Regions from separate parts of the Gossypium hirsutum genome. Here region 2 is linked to region 1. The links are chromatin contacts, called in public Hi-C maps. All regions are on one chromosome and are shown on one strand. The core of a region is the stretch at or near the end of the contact, and the rest is flanking DNA. Distances in the headings are between cores, read along the strand shown.

Region 1 (4,911 bases), core at 93-2,592:
ATTAAATCTGCTTGAAATATGATTCTTTTTTTTTTTAGATAATCTTACCTGTCTGTGCCTCACAAACAGCACTTGTAAGTCACTGAACAAATTTTCGGCACCTCAAATTGCAGCTTAAGGGAGGGTCGCCACCAGGTTCTGATAAAAGTGATGAACCATGTGTCCAACTATATACATATACACACACATTGATCTGAGTTTCATCATTCATGTTATGGATTCTTGATAATATGTTGGCCTGGGGATGGGCTGATGAACCGGCATGTGTTACTCGGTCTCGTATAACATTGGCATTGTCGGCCAGAGAGGTTCTCTTGTTTTGGCACATGTTCATATATATCGTATGGCTGAGAGCAACTGTATAAGTTCCCATTAGCCAATCCCTACAAGGAAGTTGTTATCACCTTTGATGAACAATGATGACCTAGCTGGCTGGAATCTACATTGACTTGTGCGAATCCTTTGGCAAAAACATAATACAAAATACATTAAATTGCATAAAAGTGGTTCCAATATCTATCCTGAGGCAACAATTATTAGGCAGGCCCTCCACCATTAAATGGACTTGTTTCCAGGACCATTATATGCTTATGTATATGTATAATTGCTCTGCCAATGGTATTGAAATGTTATAATGTGATGTCGTCACCATGGATTACATGTATCATATAGGTATTTAATTCAATGCTGAACTACTTGCCATTATACGTACATTGAAGTTGATGGTGAAGACTGACAAGACATACCCTTCGACATAGCTAACCCTAAACCATAATATGCTTTTTAGAATATGAACTATCATCTAATAGCTCAATGAACCACAAAAGGTTGATAAAACAGTTCTTTTCTTTTTTCCTTTGCAGTAGTAGGTCTTGGAACTTACCCCTTGTCTAAAGAACCAAACCTGCCATGGACCTGATGGAACAATGTTTGAAACTTTCAGTCAATAACGGTTCTTCTGCAATGTCAAGTTGACAACTACAGAATTGGTCGATCAAACCATGTTTTACACCAAGTGATTTCCTTTTAACTACACAGTCCCCCACTTGAAAACATTATGGTGGGCAGTGGAACAAAAGTAGAAGTGCTTCCTTTGTTGTTGGCCACTTGAGGTGAGCAATGGAACACTGTTGGTGATAATGATCCAATATCTATTCAATAATTATTTCATTGATTCATGTGATATTAAGAGAATAGCCACTTGAGGTGCCTGAATCTGTGAAGCCCCAAGAAATTTTATGAGACAATGAAATCTCTGTTGCTTTCTTGGGTACTTCAATAAAGAATTAAAGACACCTGAATGGGTCCCAAGGGACTACATGTATGAAGTAAAGACAGTGTTTGTGGGCTTTCTAAATTCCTTTTTTATGACTGGTTTGGAGAGCATTTGGCCCATATCATGTGTTCGGCTATTATAGAAGTTATTTCCAAACCAATTTGGGCTTGGATTTGTTTTATTATCTTTTTGTTTTTAGGTTAAAATATGTTGTTAGTCTCTGCATTTTGACAATATTTAAGAATTAGTTCTTATATTTAAAAGGTTAAAAATCAAATCCTCTTACTTTTTTATTTAGAAATCTCAGTTCAGTCAATAAATTTGCAAATCTTTTTTGTCAGAATTTGTTAACTTGAAATTTTAATTAGGTTGTCTTTGTATGATGTGACAGATGATTGACAGAAAATAAACATGAAAACAAATATAGTAAATTGAAAATTTTTGACAAAAACTACCATTAAGGATAATTTGGACTAGTATTTTTATTTTAAAAAGTTAAAGGACTGAATTCTTACTTTTAAAGTACAGTGATCAAATTTTAATTTGTATACAAGTATAAGGACTAATAGCATATTTTAACTAAAAATGATTATTTTTCATAAAAGATATAAACCTAAGCTCAATTAACTTTGTTGCTATTATAACATATCGAAATACGTAGATTTCAATATGCTTAAACGTGGAATTTCCTCCACTTAAGGAATTGAGGAAGTTATAGGTAGGTCGAAAATTGTATAAAATTAATTTCAAATATAAACAATAATTAGAATATTATAATTTAAACCTTGTGTCAAATTAATTATTAATATGTAAAAAAAAAGTGAAACTTTGAAATATTCATATAGTTTTACTATTAAATAAAAACACATAATGATGTCAAATATTTTCAAACTTAAATTATTTACGTCCAACTATAAATTTTGGCTAAAATAGGTAATAGATGCTTTTTTTTTGTTAATTGGCCTCGTTTTTAAGGATTTTTAGGGCTAGGGCTGATTTTAAGGTTAGGGTTTTGGGGTTTAAGTTTTAAGGTTTTTATTGGGTTTAAGGTTTCGAAGGTGAAACCGTGAAAGTTTATAAGTAGATTTGAAGGGCTGAGGATGTGATAACGCGTCTCAGAACATATACATTTCATATGTCATGCCGAGATAGAACCATTACCTCAGACACTCATTCTATGAAAATGGGGTTCCGAGAAGATAGTGCTTGATACGGTCACGAGTCAAAGTCCCAGTCGACGGTCGTTATGCGGTCATGGGTTTTAGTATAACTGAGGGTCAATTGACGGTCGTTATGTAGTCATGAGTTCAAGCTTTTTGGATACTTGTAAATGATGCCTTATATATATCACACATAAGATTGAGGTCATAATCATAGGGAAAAACGAAAGGCTTTTCAGTGTAATCAACATAAATTTTTTCTCTATTTCCAGGCAATTGGTATCTTTTACCTTTTATTCTTATTCAAAAGTTGACACTAAGGTGGACACAAGATGACTCTCAAGTGGAGAGAGGATGTTCTAGTGGAGTAAAGGTCAAACTTGGATCATTGTTGCAGTGATTGTAGTTATTAATAAGTTGTTTAATAATGACAACTATTGTCGCCCCGAAAGAAGAATCACCTTTACTCCAACATAATAGTCGTTGCCTATCTGAGAGTCCTTCTACGTCCATGACAGTGCTGGCCTTCGAATAGAAATAAAGGTTAAAGATATCAACTGCGTGAAAATGGAGAAAAATTTACACTGATTATAGTGAAAAGCCCCTCAGTTTTTTTCTATTATTATGCCCTCAAAATTCTGTATGGTATTTATAAGGCCACATCTCTAGGTATCCAAAAAGTTTGAACTCGTGTCTACATAACGATTTTAAACTGGCTCCCAATTTAGACTTCAATACATGACCTCAAACGATCTTTGACCGAGATATCTATATAGATTGTCACCCATGATTATATAAAGCACCATCACCCTGGAACACGTATTCTACAGGATATGTTTTAAGGTAATGGTCCCATCTCGAGACGATATATGAAATATGTGTCTCAGAGTGATATTGCATCACCGACAACTCAAGAATACCTCAAACAGGAATAAATATTATCGATGAAAATTTTGAACACTGAAACGAAGAAGAAAACCAAGAAAGAAATATTGTAAAGTACAGGGATAATGGTCGAGAAAGATGATGGGTTTATGGATGATAGAGTATGGAGGGAGAGCCCCCTTTCTATAGCATGGGAGAGGGTAAGATTGAAAATAAAAAATAACATGTGGTTGAAAACGTGTCATAAAAGAGACGTTTTCATTGAATATTTGAAAGAGGTGCCTCAAATCTTACCAGGGATTCTCGGGCTCAAGGCACATTGGCAGGTTTTGAATGGTGGTGGAAAGAAATCACGTCCAGCTGGATGAGCTTTCTTGCTTACATGTTAGGGAAAGCGTGACTAGCTAGATACGTTTTTTTTTAGTGGAAAGCGCGTCTAACTAGGTGTGCTTTCCCTGACATGTCAGCAGGAAATCTCGTCCAACTAGACGCGTATTCTGTCACCACCTTTCAAAGTCTGCCAAGGTGCCCTGCCCCTAAGAATCCCAGGCACTTTTCAAGTACACTGAAGGCCCCTTCAAGCATGCATCTACTAAAATTGATTTTGCTGAAATGCATTTTCAAGCACAAAAGACCTTTTCATTATTATTCGATGAAAACACATCTGTTGAAACACATTTTCAAGCATGCATTCCCTCCCAACGCGTTCTTTTTTTCCATTAAACTACCAAAGTACTTAATACTAAAACACAAGCAAGTCTATTCATTTTTGAAGTGTTGCATTGTGAGCGTCGTTTCCTTTTTTTCTTTTTAGCCAACCATCTGTGGATTTTTTGTTCTAAATATTTATTTTATTTTTAATTGAAACAAGTCAACAAGTGAAATCTGTAATTTATTACTAAGGTCAAATTTGCAATACAGATTTCGGGTCGTATTTGCAGGAGCACAGTCTATGGACTTGACTTTTAATCATACTATTCAATTCTGTGAGCTACGACCAAGGATTAAAGAAAAGCTGGGGGTTTAAGTCGGGGAAGAATTTTGAGCTTGAAATGTAGATATCTGGCATTATTGGACCTTTGCAAGTATGAGTTATTTGATGTGAAAGGTGAGCTGGAGCTAGAGGCGGTCATAGATTCGCACTGCTCAAGTGGAAATGCTATAATGGAGTTATATGTCGAGTTTTCTTAAATTGATAGAGTTGGTCCATCTTCAACCAATGTAGCGGCTAATGCAGGAACCAAAGTAGAAGCAGAAAGTCCTATGACATGGTTGTGTGGTGGGTTCACTATTTTATTACAAAGCTCTCATTATGATGTCCCCGAATCATTAATCATAAGACATTCTTCGACTTCAAGCACAGATTTTAACTTCAATGGCCATTCCGTCTATCAGTCAAGGTATGAGCATAACCCAAACCTTGACACCTGGGCATGACATTCAGTCAATGCATTCAATTTCAACTTCGGCGGTTTAATGTCCTAGGATAGAAGCACTTATACCGGTATGCCATCAACCTACATCGGTTGGTAATTCGATGTAGATTTTAACTATAACATGGGGTATAGAATAACTGAGGATTTACTTCCT
Region 2 (5,431 bases), core at 2,653-5,152, 120 kb before region 1:
AATCAACCAACTTGACAAGCATTTTGTGAGGAAGACCCCAGGCTTCGGGTGATATCACCTCCTCGGTCGTCTCAACATTGTTTGAGCTATGCATAGCAGGGCCAACCCAAGACCAGCTTTTTGTGGACTTCTCATAGGCAACAAGTACCTTCCAACCTTTTGCTCCCAAAGGTGCTGTTTTTGATGAGAAAATCTTTAGAACTCCCCGAACTAAATCTTGAAGCGGCTCTTCTGTCTCAAGGATACACGGATCTCCAGGATTTACTGCCACGCGATTAACAATATCATGAACGGTAAGAAAAGGCACACTTGGTTGCACAAGATGGTCTGAATTATTGGCAACTGTGTTGTCACATGAGAGAACCCCATTCAGATCACCTTGCTGCTTTCCATTCTGCTCCTCTCTAGGTTTACCAACCTCTAAGGAATCTTCTGGAAATGGAGTAATCATTGCCATACGAACTGCAGAAAGAAGATGTATAATTGAGAATGAGAATCCAGTATGAATGGAAGGGGTAATCAAAGTAAATGGCTTTTTCTGTGGTTTGGTTTCCATCTCCAAATCTGTGGTTCCCAGATCTGCACCATGAGGCTCAGAAGGTTCCATATCTGAAGTAACTGTATCAACCTCGAATTTCCGTTTTCCCTTTTTCTTCAAGAAAGGAGAATCATCAGTTTGCTGCTGGGAGTTAGGCTGCACATTGCCATCTTCACCTCTTCCGTTGACATCTTCCACGTACCTCTTCCCTTTCTTCTTCTTTGTCACTTTGTTGCTCCCTAGCAACGAAACTTCAGACTTCTCACAGCGATCATATGCTTCAGTGTTCTGTCTTTTCTTCCCAGTTCTACCCAGGTTAAATTCATCTGCCAATGATAGTGCCACAGGCGAACCATCCTCCTCATCAAGATAATCATGCTGATTATTTGACTGAGTCATAAAATGATCATAGGCAAGTTCACCGTTCTGCCTTTTCTCAGTAGGGTAGGCCCTCAATGAGGACCTACGTAACCTGTCACCAGGTTCCCCTCGTAAATGGCCATTCTTGACCAACTTGGAAACTTGTTTCCCACCAACCTCATCCAAAACTCTAGAACCAGAGTTAGGTAAGGGACTGCTTTCATGCATCTTACCCTTCTGTTTTCTTTCCGAATAGTAGCTTTCTACTCCTGCCACGTGCACATTTTCCTCAAAGCTCTTTTTGGAGTAGCGGTTCATTCCATCAAGAGGCCATCCATCCTTCATAGTATATTTCTTTGAAGATTTGGTCTTCTTAGAATCAAGGCCAGAATTCAATGAAGACAGGCGAGGATTTTCTATGACGCCACTGGTGTATGCCAACTTGCCTCTCATTAGAGGATTGCTCTCCTCCTCATCATCAAATTGCTCAGATGAGTCAGATTCTGTTTCTTCGTTTTTAATAAATGCTCTACTACCTTTTGAAATGGCCATAACTGCTCCTCCATTTTGCAAATAGTTCCCTCTAATCTTCTCCTGCGATGGTTTCTTTCTACTGGCAGATTTCAAGAATTGGTCACTCATCAGTGGTGAGGAAGCTTTATAAGATTTAAAACTGAGATCAGGAGATTGCCGCAGTGTTTTCCATTTCTTGTGCTTAATATTCCAATCATCAGGTCTAACAGACAAATCCACAGAGAAATCTTCTCCTTGGTTTTCATTTTGCCAAAACAGTTCAGTGCGCTCAGATAAGTCAACTCGACTCCCTTGCAATGGCAGCGAAGGAATTCGGCCTTTTATAGACTTTATTTGATCTCCGGCTGCAAATAGTGGGTCGTTTTTGAAACGCTTGGACTTTTTGGCAAAATCATGAGATGTTCTCATATTAGGAGGCTTTGAAGCATACACTTTTGCCTCGGACAATTGATTCGCATTCCTATTCCTACCATAGGAAAGGAAATCATGCTTTGAAGACAAAGGCGAAGCCATGAAACTATCAGTGGCTAATTCTTCCCCTCTTAAAAGATTGTACTTCTTCCTTGCTCTCGAAGAACCAGATTTGCCCATGGAGCTATTACCGAGAGCATTTTGGTTTCGCTGAATACCTGTTCCAAACATTGGGTCTTCAGCATCATCTAACCTCATCCAATCCCTTGCCCTGAGTGCTGCAGACTCATATTTCTCTCGAGGAAGTGTTCCTGGCAAACCGTATGGCTCAGAATTCATATCTAAATCAGGGGAAAAGCGGCTGCCAAACTCTCTTGCAAAAGGAAGTTTTGACTCACCTGTCTTCAGTTTGCCTTTTGGATTCTGCTTCCTGTATTTTGATGGTTCCAAATCCATCAGTTGTCCTCGCGATGCAAACTCTAAATCTGGTTCAACCCCAAAGCCAGAGTAGCGACCTGATTTCTGTGGAGCTTTCCAGTCCTTAACTCTTTTGCTCCAAAAACCATCAACCAAATCCTCTCCATCAGAGGATGCAGAATCCTTATCTTCCAACTTCTCATACATCAAACTATTTTGACTTCTCATAATATTCAAAACACGAAGCCGCTCCTCAATACTGTATCCCCTACAATTAAGCCAAGCATCCCTCATTTGAATAAGATTGACAACCATAGTATTCTGATGCTTCCTCAGATGATGGTAATGCTGCCGCTTCCGAAAGAAATTCATGCCCTCCCTATAAAGTGCAACCCTCGGCTCACACAACCCTCCTTTCAACATATCAAACAAACTCTTAATAGGACTCCCAAAGTGAAGATTATTACCCTTAAAAATGTCGATCAAGGTCCGCATAAACGTATCCTGATCCATATCAGGTAAAAACTTAGTAAGGCTAAACCTCTCTTCATCACTTAAACATTCATTCCACACATCAAGAGACAAAATATCTTCCAATCCAGGAAGATCATATAACTCAAAAGGAACCAAACAGGTCGAGTTCCCGACTTGGCAAAATTCAGCCCCGGTTTCACCTAATTCCAACAAATCAAAGTCATCCGAACCTGCTCCTGAATCAGCATCATCGTCAAATTCATCATCAGAATCAACGGCTGACCCTGGACGTTGAAGCTCGTCCTCATCACCTGACACAGTCATCTCTCTACTACCAGGCGAAAACTCCGAATCAAAGGGTGAAACTTTGGAATTACTCTTCTCAATCGCCATCATAACCTTAAGCACCAAAAAAAGAAATTTCTAATCCTCAATTCTAACCAATTTAATATTTCAAAAAGAATTATTTTCACCGTTTTCGGAGTACAACGAATTCATCAGAAACCTAACAGAAACAAATAAAGGAAATAAATTCTCAAAATTTGAAATTACGAACTAAAAGAAAAACTGAAATACAGTAAAAATAATAAAATTGAAGAAGCAAAACAATATTCAAAAGAATATAAAAACATATATATGTATATGTATACCTCGTCCGAAAGGAAGTGAAGAAATATCAGCGGCGAAATTGAAGATTTGGAGATCTCCTTTTCTTCTAATTTTCTAATCAAGAAAAATAAGGAGGAAAAAAAGCAAAAAGAAAAAGAAGAAGAAAAAGAAGAGAGAGTTAAATCTGAGAAACCCTAAAGGGAGTTTTTGAAATAAAAGAGGAAGGAGATGAGGGGATCAGGGGAAGGGGAAGGGGGGAGTTGAAGAAGACGGAAGTGACGTGGAACGATGGGAGCCCTTGGATGGAAATTGCAGAGGAAAAGACGAAAAAGGGCATAGGGTTGAGGGGGGATGGGGGAAGAAAGAAAAGAGAGTGGAAAGGAACTTGACTGGACTTGACTCAGTGAGTTGCGTTCGTGCGGGAGAGAAAGAGGGAAAGGGGGAGGCAGAAGAAGAGAAAGGCTCGTGATTTAGCATTTAGGAAGTTTCCCGCCGTTGGATCTTGCCCCGCTTTAGGCGCTATTTGCCTCTTCGACGTCGTTTAAGTCCCTCAATTCCTTTTTCAATTTTATTATTTTTACCTTTTTCATTTTTTTGAAGCTTTAGACTACAGCGGAAAGGTGGTGGTAGTTAAATAGACGGTTATGTTTCTCATAAAAAGGAATTTATCTACTAAAATTATTATTTCCTAAATTTTATTTAATGTGGAATATAATATATTTCATGTATAAAGGATATGAAAAACAAATATTAATATTAAATAAATAAAATATGCAACAATGAAATTATAAACTTATTTTTTTATGTCTAAACCTTAATTTAATGTATATAAAGATTTAAGTTTGGGCACTAGTTAATTTTATTTAATAATAAAAATATTTATTAAGATTTATTTATTTATTTATTTTTATAGACTATATATATAATACAATAAAAATTATAATTTAAAAATAATAAATTTTAAATACAGTTTAGACAATGCATTAACGATGTCAATTAGAAAGAAAATAAAACAGCTATTTTATTTGAATTAAAAGCATAAATTTTTATATTATTTTTATCCAATAAAAAATAAATTTATATTATTTTGTTATCACTTTTTGAAACGGTAATTTATTGTTATCATTGATTCATATTGATATAGATTATTGAAAAAATATATAATTTTTATTATATCTTACAATTAATTGTTATTTTTTTTAAATATTAATTTATTGTTATCATTTATTCATATTAATAAAAATTATTGGAAAAATATATACTTATTTTGGTGGCATATTAAAGATTAACACTTATCTTACTAAAAAAATATTAACTTTTATCAAGCTTATTCTCTTAGCATAATGATAATTTTACTATAAAATAAATTATAAATGGTATGAAACAATCGAAGAATCTAACAAATTAAAATATACATTTATAGGAGCCCATGTGATGGCCTGATGGTCAAAGGGCTCACTGTCGTAAATGTGATTTAGATTCAACTCGCGCTAATTATGTTAATTACTCGAGTTTTATCTTATTATTGTAATTTTCTAAAAAAATATATGCATTTATAACGGCATGAGAAAGCTATTTCATCCGTCCACTAAACATCATAGTCCAAAAGGCTCCATTTTATAAGTTTGTACAAAACTAACAAAATTATACAATAAATTAAATATTTACTAAATTAAAATTAATATAACATCAAAATTAAATCCCAAAGTTGAAACTTAAAATTAAAAAAAATTAACATCACAGTTAAAATCCAAATTTAAAACCAAAATTATCTTAAATTTAAAATAAAAAATAAAATAAAAATAAAACATATGAAATGACTTTTTTTATTAGACATATAAAAGACATAAAAAAAACATGCAAAAATACTTAAATGTAAATATGTAAATAAAAAAATACTCTATGTATCAAAGAAAAAAATACTAAAATGAAATTATTTAAATGAAATAAGAACTTGAACATAACCATACAAAATACAACATGATCTACAATTAAATTAACCCAAAATTAAACTTTTAATATTAACTCTTCAAATTTCATTTTGTGACTGAGATTTTGACGTATTTCTTTTTTTTTTCTTTTTCACAT

The links. A called contact is a pair of places that touch in the nucleus more often than the background predicts.
Region 2: a Hi-C map of leaf shows a contact between it and region 1, with 2.9 times the contacts expected there. The contact joins the promoter of LOC107885960 here to the enhancer-like site in region 1. A contact is called at or near these places in 12 of 34 Hi-C or Micro-C datasets (anther, callus, fibers and 2 more).

The regions. Positions count from the first base shown.
Region 1 is chrA03:6,889,237-6,894,147 of Gossypium_hirsutum_v2.1, reverse strand. No RefSeq gene overlaps it. Among protein-coding and RNA genes, the nearest start is that of LOC107885963, 12 kb to the right of the region's middle. Within about 2 kb of position 1,342, at least 1 of the 9 cell types and tissues checked has an H3K27ac peak or open chromatin away from gene starts, as enhancers often do. A contact at or near this core is called in leaf, where this site is marked.
Region 2 is chrA03:7,010,804-7,016,234 of Gossypium_hirsutum_v2.1, reverse strand. It overlaps LOC107885960, which reads right to left and starts at 3,902. Exons shown (of 4, transcript XR_001680593.2): 1 at 3,385-3,902; 2 at 1-3,239.